Regions from separate parts of the Mus musculus genome. Here region 2 is linked to region 1. The links are chromatin contacts, called in public Hi-C maps. All regions are on one chromosome and are shown on one strand. The core of a region is the stretch at or near the end of the contact, and the rest is flanking DNA. Distances in the headings are between cores, read along the strand shown. Region 1 overlaps Gm39767 (a long non-coding RNA gene). Region 2 has its middle 65 kb from the start of Gm39767.

Evidence for each region. Hi-C and Micro-C count contacts between places; a contact is called where the count stands out from the background.
Region 2: a Hi-C map of the N1E-115 cell line shows a contact between it and region 1, with 5 times the contacts expected there. The contact joins two enhancer-like sites. A contact is called at or near these places in 1 of 15 datasets of contacts at CTCF or cohesin (CD8 T cells), 7 of 484 Hi-C or Micro-C datasets (the G1E-ER4 cell line, the N1E-115 cell line, cerebral cortex and 2 more) and 1 of 115 datasets of contacts at active chromatin or transcription factors (stem cell-derived epiblast-like cells).

What each region holds. Positions count from the first base shown.
Region 1 is chr2:21,955,246-21,960,789 of GRCm38.p6, reverse strand. It overlaps Gm39767 (a long non-coding RNA gene), which reads left to right. Exons shown (of 6, transcript XR_866004.1): 2 at 1,670-1,887. Among named protein-coding and RNA genes, the nearest start is that of Gm39767, 6.1 kb to the left of the region's middle. Within about 2 kb of position 2,244, at least 68 of the 459 cell types and tissues checked have an H3K27ac peak or open chromatin away from gene starts, as enhancers often do. A contact at or near this core is called in the N1E-115 cell line, where this site is marked.
Region 2 is chr2:22,026,096-22,031,639 of GRCm38.p6, reverse strand. No RefSeq gene overlaps it. Among named protein-coding and RNA genes, the nearest start is that of Gm39767, 65 kb to the right of the region's middle. Within about 2 kb of position 2,394, at least 34 of the 459 cell types and tissues checked have an H3K27ac peak or open chromatin away from gene starts, as enhancers often do. A contact at or near this core is called in the N1E-115 cell line, where this site is marked.

The DNA of each region.
Region 1 (5,544 bases), core at 995-3,494:
GCCATCTCCCAACAATGTCAGCTAGGACTTAGGATTTATGCATATGAATTTTAGAGAAACAAACCCCCCTCTAAGCCCCTGATATAATGATCAGAGTTTGTAGGTTCAAATCTTTTAGGGATCTATTGTTTTTCAGCCACACTCCCATCAATAATCTTACCTGGGAGTTCTGCTATTAAGTTCACAAAGGTGCCTGGAAGGGAGAAGGTGTTACAGAATTCTAATTACAAGGTGATCACAGTTGTTTGCCTCCTTTCTTTTGTGTCTTTTTAATTTAGCAAGCTAATTTTATATTTTTGTGGTTTTCTCTCTACTCTAAACAATGTGAAATGCTGCCTTTCACTTAGCCTAAATACTGGCCAATAATTAATTAATTAATTAATTTTTTAAACTGAATCCACAAGAGACACCTTGTGTTTCTCTTCATATCACCACAGGAAGGTGTGCCTGTCAGGGCGAATAGTGCAGGTCATTGCTGAGTCTCCTTCTTCACCCGGGCAGCAGTCTGCAGAAGCTGCCCTGGAGTGACCATTGTGAAGCTGTTCTCTGCTGCATGTTTTCCCCACAGCTCCCCACTGAAACATGGGCAGCCTGAGAGCGCCCATGGTGAAAGTGTTTATAGCCTGGAAATTGACAAGTGCTGCTGTTAAACCTGTCCAGCATGAGGTATCAGCTTTCCCACTGACTTTTGAGAAATGCTGTTAAATGTAGATAGGGAAATGATGTTGGTTGGGCATAGTAAGGAAGCAAAATTACATAGGGTTGAATTCTCATACGCTAGTGCAAATGTTTACTAATCTGTCCAAAACCAAGTTCCAGCACCAAAGCTTAGGAAACTGGGTGCCAATGAAAAGTCAGGGCCCTCTGTGGCCCACTAAGAATCTCAGAGACTAAGCAGTACAGAACGTAGTGGTGAGACATGTCCAGACAAAGGAAGCCAGGAGAAATCTTAAAATAAGGTCAATAAACACCTATCTACTAAAGGTTTCCACTGAGCACTTAGAGTTTCCAGGGAAATGCAGGCTGCAGTGTATCTCTGCAACAGTCCTCCATTCTGGAATGATATTCTTGTCAGTGGAAATGATCCAACTCCTTTTGTGGATTTTACACCAACTATGTGACCACAACCCTTATACCCTGGAATGCACCTTTCTCATCCAGAAAATTAGACCTCTGTTCTCTGAGATTACCCTCTGAAGCATAATTTAGTTATTATTACACAATAATAATCTGTAGAAGGATAATGGTGTCAGAGCCTGAATGAAATCAGCACGTTTATAGTTATTTTCAGGTGTATGTTTTGTTTTCCCTATACTGTGGAACTCTTTAGTACACAGCCTCAATCTCTCTTTCATCTTTGTCTCCTCTGTGCTGGATACATGCTAGATATTCAGAGGATGTCTACTGGATTAGCAAATGAGTCGTAAACACTCTTATAATAAACCAGAGACTAGGTAAACAGAATTTAGAATTATAGAGAAACTCCCATCCCTCATTACACATTTCCATTGGAGTTTCAGGAGACACCAACTATTAAAACATACTCTATTTTTCAGATCCTGGAGAAAAGTAGAGACAAGGCTAAGGTTCTGAAGAACAATGTCCTTCCCAGGGCTGGTTCTGGTTCTTTCCCAGCTTTTGGAACATCAGGCTCCATTTTGTTTTACAGAGCAGTAGGACTCTGGTTTTGACTGTCAGATTCCTGCAGAGGCATGGCTTTGAGCTCAGTAGACCATCTTAGCCTCTATTTGCAGCCATCGCTGGAATCTTGGGAGACTGCAGCATCTGTACAGTGCACTGGGCATTTCAGGAAACTGCTTGACTAAGTAAAACACAGCTATCAACCTGTTGTTGAGAAAATCTGACTTACGGAACGTTTTCCTTCAGGTATGTTGAACCCTAAGGACTGAGGGAATGTTTGGTCACCAGAACAGATGTGCCCTTTCATATCATGAACAAATGCAGAGCTAATCTTGCTTTCCATTGTGGCTTGTGCATTGACTCCGATTTGCTATGTGAGTTTTCTTCTTAAAACTATCAAAAAACAAGTCATTTATTGTCAAAAGCTCCCACAAGGGGCACACAAGGGTGTTCTGCTTTTAAATAAATTTCTGTAGCAAAGCCCACTGTCATTTTTGAGACAGTGACGTACGTGGAGAATTATTCATTTCCTGTCTGTCAGCTCCTTCAGAGTTCAGATCGCTTGCTTGGTGACAGTAGTTTAGTTCAAGCCAACTCAATGCTGCACTCAAGTGGTCAATTCTATGTAGCACAGAAAGAAAACAAGACAAAGAGCCACTGCTGATCAGAAACAAGGGAGTTACCAAAATCCACTGCTCACCTTGAACCTTACATAGAACAGACTGTGAGATAAAATGAGCCCAATAGATGCCCTTGCAGAATCTGTATGATGTGTAAAGAATTCAGAGTAGGAGGCAATTAAAGTGCCAGGCTTTTGCTGTCAAGTCAGAAAAACAAACAAACAAACAAACAAACAAACAAAATAGCTTTCTTTTGCTAGGTATAGTAGCTTGGGCTGCCATCTGTGGTATCTTAGAATTTGTAGAACATCTACCCAGTCCCTCTGGCTTACAGAGTCTCCAGTGAGATGTCAAGTGTAACTCTTGGGCCATGGTCATTTTTCCCCTGGAGCTTTAATATTCTCTCTTTGTTCTATACAGTTAGTGCTTTGATTATTATGTGCTAACGTGGGTTTATTTTCTAGTCTGAGCTATTTGGTGTTCTGTATGTTTCTTGTACCTTGATAGGCATCTCCTTCTTTAGATCATGAGAATTTTATTCTATGATTTTTGTTAAAAAAATGTTTTCTGAGCCTTAGACTTGTGTTTCTTTTCCTTCCTATATGCCTATTATTCTTAGATTTGGCCTTTGCACAGTGTCCAATATTTCATGGATATTTTGTGCCAGGAGTTTTAGAGTTTAAACATTTTCTTTTACCAATATATTCTATTCTCCTGCTGTGTCTTGAATGCCTGAGACTCTCTCTTCCATCTTTTATATTCTTCTAGTGAGGTTTGCCTCTGAGCTTCCTGCTCAAATTCCTAAATTTATTCATTTCCAGATTTTCCTCAGTTGGGTTTCTTAATTGATTCTATTTCTGCTTTCAGGTCTTGAACTGTTCTTTTCATTTCCTTCCACTGCTGTGTTGCAGATGATTTTTTAAAGGGGTTTATTTGTTCCCTCTTTAAGTACCTCATTATATTCATAAAGGCTGTTTCAAGGTCTTTTTCTTGTTTTTAAGCTATGTTGGAATACTGAGGGTCTGCTGTGTTGGGGTTGCTGGGCTTCAAAGGAGACTTATCATCCTAGATGCTAATGAATGTGTTTTCATTCTGGATTGTAAGTATCTAGGATTTGGAAGATTGTAGTTCAAGGTGCTGATATTTGGTCTTCTCTTTGTTAGGTGGATTTTTTTCCTTTTGTTTTCTGTTGCCCTCTTATTCTTAGGAGAGTGTGGTGGCTGTGTGTTGCCTGATAGGAAATTCTTCTGTGGATACTGTGCTTCCCTGGTGAAATGTGTTTCTGGTATTGGGAGCTGACACTTAAATGGGGATGGTTTGGGGTGGGGGACTGAGCAGCTCCACAGGAGAGAGTAAAGGAGAACATTCCACCAGGATGTAGTTAGTGCCATAGAATAGGGACAGAGAGTCAGAACAAACACAGGTGAAGGTCTGCTACCTAAGAAGGAGGAGTATGGGAAATTGGACTTAGTGGGCCAGAGGGAAAGGTGAAGATCTGCTTCCCTGGTGCATGCGCTAATGTGCTATAGTTAATTTGTTAAAATCTCAGCATATAACTACTCATATAGGTTTATGAGATACAGTGCTCTGTCTCTGACTCTCTGTCTCTGTCTTTATCTCTCTCTCTATCTCTCTCTCTCTCTCTCTCACACACACACACACACACACACACACACACACACACACACACACACAAATCCAAGCAGAGTAAATGGAGCATCCATTTTCCCAGAGGAATAGTATGTTTATGACACATACACAGGCTACTGGGGAACATCACAGCATGACAGATCATTCTGTACATACTTCTAAACACCAGTATACAGTATATTATTTCCCTTCCATAAGTGTCTCTTCTGTGCTTGCTTCACTCAAGGACAAGTAGCTGAATTAAGCACACAGGATGAGTACAAAGGTTGAAAAGAGTGATTCCTAAGGCCAACCCTGACCAGATGTGTAGCTAGATGTGTGAGCCTCTCCAAGCTGTCCCTTACCATGTGTAATTGCATGCCATAGCTGGGAAAAGCCAGATGAACAGCATGCACTGCTTTGCCCTCGTGTTTCCTGCAATGCTGCAGATTTAATAGGGTTCTCCTGGGCCCTATTTATATCATGGCAAATTCTTTCTGGCTTAGGACACATACTGAAATGCTGTAGAATTTTAGCACTTTTAAAATTGCGGTGGCTCTATGTGCAATGGAACCCTGCTGACCCAAGACAGATAATTTGCCTTCATAAGCACCCAGCTTTGGACTGAGCTGTGACTCAGGCTGTGCCTGCATGTGGAGATGGAAATGAATTTAAGCAATTTAGTAATCTGCTCTTGACTTCACGAGGTGCATTTTGTTTGATTGAATCTCTCCTTTTGCTGAAAACTGTATGGTAGTTTGCCTGAATTTTTCACAATTAATTTTCCCCTATTTAAAATAACTTTTATTTTAAAACACCACCACCAATTAACCGTCCTCTGTAGTCTGTAGTCTGGCTGAGGTTGTAAGCATTTTCCAGAGAGCTTCATGTTTACTGGTTCATGCGTTTCTCTGAAGGTAGTCTATTCACAGAGCATGTGTTAGTACATGTACTTTTTCTAAAAGGAAGTAGAGAAGAAAGAGAAATCGATAAGGGGAAGAAAAAGAAGGAGAAAGGCGATTTTCTGTCTTTATCCTTATCCTCAAGAAAGATGCAGTGTTAATGATCCTATTGCATTTAAAATTCCCTGCGCAATTTGCGGGGTTCCAGTCAGAGAGGATTCCCAGTCTATTCATGTTATGGTTACCTGGTCTGCATCTCCCTCCAGTGCCCACTTCCCTTCTTATTCAAATAGGATTCCATGACCATTATTACAGGTCTTCTGCATAAGGGACTGAGTAGTGAGCTGCTTTCACCGTGCACATTCCACGGATGCTGGGTGGGAGCTCAACCCATTCCCCATCCGCATAAAGAGTGTCCTCTTAGGTCAGTCATTATACTGTGCACTGAATCTCCTCTCTGTTCTTCAGTAGTGATTCTCCTTCTAAGAAATGAATAGAAGGCCTTCCTCCTGCTCTCTCTCACTTACACTAGTGTTTCATCAAATTTGTTTCCTTTTACAGAAAACATTCCTGAAAACATTTTTTTTTCTGCCCATTCTTAACCCTTCCTCATCTCTATGGTTTTGGTTGGTTTGGATGTCTCCAGGTATTCTTGGTTGAATATTCATTGTTGAATGCAGACTGTTCATGAAGTGCCCGTATCTGCTATCTGTAGCCTGCAACTTTTCAATCTGCTCCCCAGTTCTCAAATA
Region 2 (5,544 bases), core at 1,145-3,644, 71 kb before region 1:
GGATGTAAATTATTATAGCAGAGCCATTATAGAAAGCCATCTGGAGTTAAAGAACTAGAACTAGAAATATCTCTAGATCTATCAATACTACTACTGAGTGTAGATCCAAAGAGAAGAAAATCACTATGTAGAACAGCTATCCGAACCCTATGTTTATTATAGCACTGTTCATGATGGCTAGGATATGGTATCAACCTAAGTATAGTCAATATTAAGTTCACTGAACTAAAACCATACCACATACTTATTTATAATTAAAAAGCACAAAAATAAACTCATAAACCTCATAAAATCCTCAAAAGATGTCATCATATTTTCTGTGGAAATGAGATCTCTTCTTTAAATGTGACTTATTATAGAAATTCCTTGTATTTTATTTAACTTAGAGTTTTTTCCTTTTCTTTTATGCAGAGGTTGACTTGTCACCAAGATGTGATTTCTTTGCTATGGTTATAGAGCTTACACTTGCAATAGGATGACCATACCAAATGCTACTCTTTTCCAAGTCCACCAGTGAGAGGCTGGGAAGTCACCAATTAATTAGTCACATTAAAATAAAAGCAAATTAAAAAAAAAAACCAAATTGTGCAAAATAATAGTTGACAATTAGGCTCTTTCATTAATTGATACTTAATACATACTCATGATATGCACAGTGGCTTTTCTACACATGGAAATGATGCAGAGCCATCAAGTCAGGATAATTAGCATATTCATTACCTGAAACCCCAATCTTTTCTTTACACTGAGAACATTAAAAATCTTTTCTTTTAGCTACTTTAAAATACACAATGTTTTGTTTATTTCCAGTCACCACCGAATTTTGCTGAAGAACATTTGAACTTAATCCTCTCCACTGTCTGACTGTCAGGTCTAAGTACCTCTTTACTTTCCTGCCCATTGAGATGAGGAGCTAAAGAGAGCCTGCCTGTTTTCCCTCAAACAAATATAATATGTTTGGTTATTTTCACAATGAGGTCCGTAATCCTTAAAATTGTTGTTAGTAATCATAATTATCCTACTTGAATTTCATGTTCATTATCCATGACATTGTCATAGTAGTCTTAAAATTTGATACCCTGTTCCCTATGATGGAACTCAGTTCTATGCCCATTTGCCTAATTAGAGCACTGCAATTGTCTAGCTTTGAGTCTCCTATTTGGCTTGAAGGAATAGGCCCTTCTTTTTCTTCCCTAGCCTTACTCCATGTGACTACTACACCTGAGTCATTTCTTGGGACTGCTTAAAAATGTACATAGATCAGAATCATCTTTGACCTATGTTTCTTCAAGATAAAATATTCTCAGAACTTATGCATCCATTATCCATGCTCTAAATGAGCACTTTTCTCTTGAAATTAAATGGCATAGATGATGCCAGAGAGCACTCCATGACTTCCAAGGTAAAATAGGAACTAGGTTTGAAGTCAATGGTAGAGTACTTTCTAGTGTGTAGGAAACCCTGGATTTGATTCCCAGTACCACAAACATAAAAGAGAGAGAAAAAATGTCAACACCTCAAGGAACTTTTGTCTTCTTTGTTGGAACACTTTTCACCTAGCATACTCATTCTCATGTGACAGTTGTCCTTATCATATGGTCGCCAAAGTCCTACCGATGTTAGGCTGGAGACAAGTCTGCTCTGGGAAAGCTGAGTTGACCAGATGGAACAGAGAGTCTGTTACCGGCCTCCAAATTTCCACAGCGTATAATTAGCAAGCTGCTAAAATAATAGAAGTCAATTGGACAAAAATATGGTATGTGTGGCAGTCATTTATTAACTACCTTATGTTTCCAAACACTGCTTTCACAGTAGATGCAAAGCCTTCATAGGCCGTTGCATCATGTGTCCTTGGGAGCAAGGATTGACAGTCTTCTTGAACAACATGGGTGGAAAAGTTCATGGATGCTGTTACTACGTCCAACAAGCAGGCATGGGCATGTCTGTTTCACATCTGCATGATAAAGTGATGCATTTGTCAGAAGAAGCTTTTAAGTAGGTTGCCATTATCAAAGACATCAGCAGCCTGTCTCCCTGGGAGACTGCGAAACCCCACATTTATCTAAATTATCTCTGTAATATGACAGGGTGATTGCTCAGTAATGGTCAGTAACAGTTTTCTTTGTCATTTTCCTCGTCATTACCTCCTCAGAATGAACTTCAGAATAAACTGCTTGCCGTCCGTGTGCAGAATATTAATTTCCTCTTAGCATTCATGAACGGACGGTTCTCTCCAGCCTCTGAATGTGGCTGAAACATTTCTGTTATTTTTATTTTGTGAAAACAAAAAGCAAGATACACCCTCTCTCAGGAAGCCTCCTGGACACAGCCCCTCTGCATTCAAACAGAATCCAAGCTTAGTGTGTCTCTGGCTGTGAATCTAACAAAGCATACCCGACATCCTCAGAAATGGCTGGTGGAGGCCCTGATGAGTGGGCCAGTGTTTTCTGCTTTATTAGGCTATAGCTGGTTGTTTTCATTGTTCACAGCACTCTCCACTGAAGATTCCTATTGCACAGCAAAGCCAAACAACCCCTTACTAAGCTTGTGAAAAATACTTCTGCAGCAGCATCAGAATTCAAAATCTGTTCTTTACCCAAAGAGGGATAATATGTGTTTTTCTTCTCAAGAAAGATACACAAGGCTTCAAAAAATTAAAATATCAAGCCAAAGGGAAAAGATAAGAAAGGAGAGATTTTTTTGTCGCCCAGAACAAAGCTGAGGAACCCCCAAAATGAAGATTTTAAAATGTAAAAGATTTGCTTATAACTGGGGAAGTTACCATCATAGTTCAAAGTGCTCCCTGTACTGAACTATGCAAATATCAGAAACCCCAAGAGTTAAGACAGAGTCAGATTATTTATAGTAACCAGTATAGGCATGACAAGTATCCTGTGTTGTACAAAACTGCCCCCTTCTGTAGGAGGAAATGCAGTGAGTGCAGACATCAGGAAAACAGATCTGTGTATTCATAGGGAAAGAAGAAAGTTCTAAATTCTTCTTAACCCAGAGAAATCAACTACACACATATCTGGCTGTTCTGACCATTTATTTTTCTCAGTTAGCAATAATATAAGCAATCAGCTCCTGGAATATTCCACTCTACATGGAAGATATATGTGTGTGGCAGCTGTGCAAGCATAGGTACCTGAGTTCAAATCCTCAGCATGGGGGTAAAAATATGCTCTGACCAAATAACACCTGTAACCCCAGGACTGTTGGTTAAAGACAGGAAAATCACAAGGGCTTACTAGCTACCAGCTCAAAGAGAAACTGTCTCAAGAAAAGAAGGTTAAACATGGTAGAGAAGGATACTCTTTTAGTATTAGAGGGCTTCTGTCTCTGACCTCTAAGGCACATGCTACATATGTATACACACATGAGTTTGTGCTTGCACTACACATTCACACATTTATTGATTAGTTAATTAAGAAGAATATGCAGCCTTATTATAAACTTGGAAAATATATGGCCCTATAATTCTTTTGTTATCCATCCATGTCCCATCCAGTCCCTGTGACCAGACATAGCCCTATTTCTAGGGCACCTGTTTTACTTCCAAATGAGCTGAGCTGGCATCCTATATGGCCCATGTACTCATTATCTATTATGCAGAATATAAAACTCAACATCTTCCTTCTCATGCTTTTGACTAATTTTGTGCAAACTTTTCCTGGGCAGATAGATGCCCAGACAGGACATCAATTATAGACCATTAAAAACAATCAAACAAACAAACCCATTCTAGTCAAGCTTGCTGACCCTGTCACTTACAGGAGAATGAACAATTCCAGAGTGGTTATAGCACTAAAGAAAAAGGCTCTTACTTTCACTCAGCAAACATTAATTGCCTATAAATCCTCTGGGAGAATCAGAGCCTCACAAGTCAGTCCATACTCCATGAGGGAAAGTAAATGGGCCCAATCTGCCTGTCAGTAACTATATACAGAGCTAGCTAAGAGTCCAAAAGGGCAATTATATGTCATGCGAAGACAGCATTCCATACAAGCAGGACATTTCACCAATCAGATCTCTAGTGTCATCCTAAGATCTGTCTCCATTCCTACTTCCAAGCCAAACAAACACATTGTCCTTTTGTCATACATTCTTGGCATGCATTCCAGACCTGGGTGCCTGGTACCTGTACACATGGCAGGTTGTCTGTAGCCCTGGCCTAAATGTAGTCTCTTGACCTCTGAATTAATATCTCCTGTTCAACCTTCAATTCTAAGCTATTTTCTATGCTGCTTTCACTTTATTTTTAAAACAACTTAAAATTAAAACCACATTGTCTTGTAGCTTAAAATGCATAATGGTCCCCTAGATTCTCCAAATTGCTTCTTTGGACTTTTAACTTCAACAGTCTCTGAATTTTGCTTTGAAACCCCACACCTCCAGGTTATTTGCACACACTCTGCTGAATTTGGCTCAGGTTTTCTCTCTTCTGTACTCTTCTTGTTCAGTTATTGTGTTTCATGTAGCCCTTCCACCATGGTTTGTCATTGCTGGTTTATTATTTAAAGTTTGGATATGAAAGAGAAGTTTCAAGAATTATGACTCAAATCTGACTCAAAGTTTTCTTTAGATAGGAACACAAAATTGCCCAAACCAAGCAAAGCTGCTCCATCTGTCCATTTCCTCTTCTGTGCACTCCACAAAATGCAACTGGCACCACACTCAGCAGCAATACGGTTGGCTTTGAAGATAAAGCAATGAGAACCAACTATAACATGACTACCAGCCTTCAAGCCAGTAGCCCCACTTGGCTGTCACCACTATCCTTGCCAGCACAGGTCCCCATCCTTTCCACCATGATTCAATTTACCTCAAGTAGAAGTCACATGGGGCCATACACAAGTAGACAAAGTTTGTAAAGGAGGATGGGTAAGCAGCATCTTGCATTTTCTTTCTTCCATAAAGGGAGAGACTGTGTTTGCAATATCCCATGATATTCAATATTTGTCCAGCCTCCCCAACACAGAACAGCATTGTATTCAGTCAATATATGTAAACTAAAAGACAAAGGACCACTGGGAAGGTATTTTAGGACAAAGTTCCCCCAAATGCTGAATTTCCTGTGTTTAAAGCCATAAATCCCATAATGTACCTTTGTTAATTAGCCCTTTTTCTATCCAAGGAACCATTACCATGTCAGTAGACTTCCAGCTCCAAGCCAGTAAGGTGTCTGAGACACATTGTATCTACAAATGATGGCAAGGAACATTTCAAGGCTCTATGAGAGATAAAGAGCAGACACAGATCATTGCTTATACTTAAGAGACACTGAGCTGGGTTTAAATATGGCCAAATAGAGCATGAAGACTTAGCTTGTATGTAACAAATATCTGTAACTATAGCCACTTAAAGTTTTATCTAGTTGCATATACATATATTGGTACACACAACAGTGTGTGTGTGTGATGGTCAGAAGGCAACTTGTAGGAGTCAGTTCTTGCTTCCATTGTGTATATCCTGGGTATCAAACTTAGGTTGTCAGCCTTAGCAATGAGCATTTTTAACTCCTGAGCTGTCCTTCTGACCCTA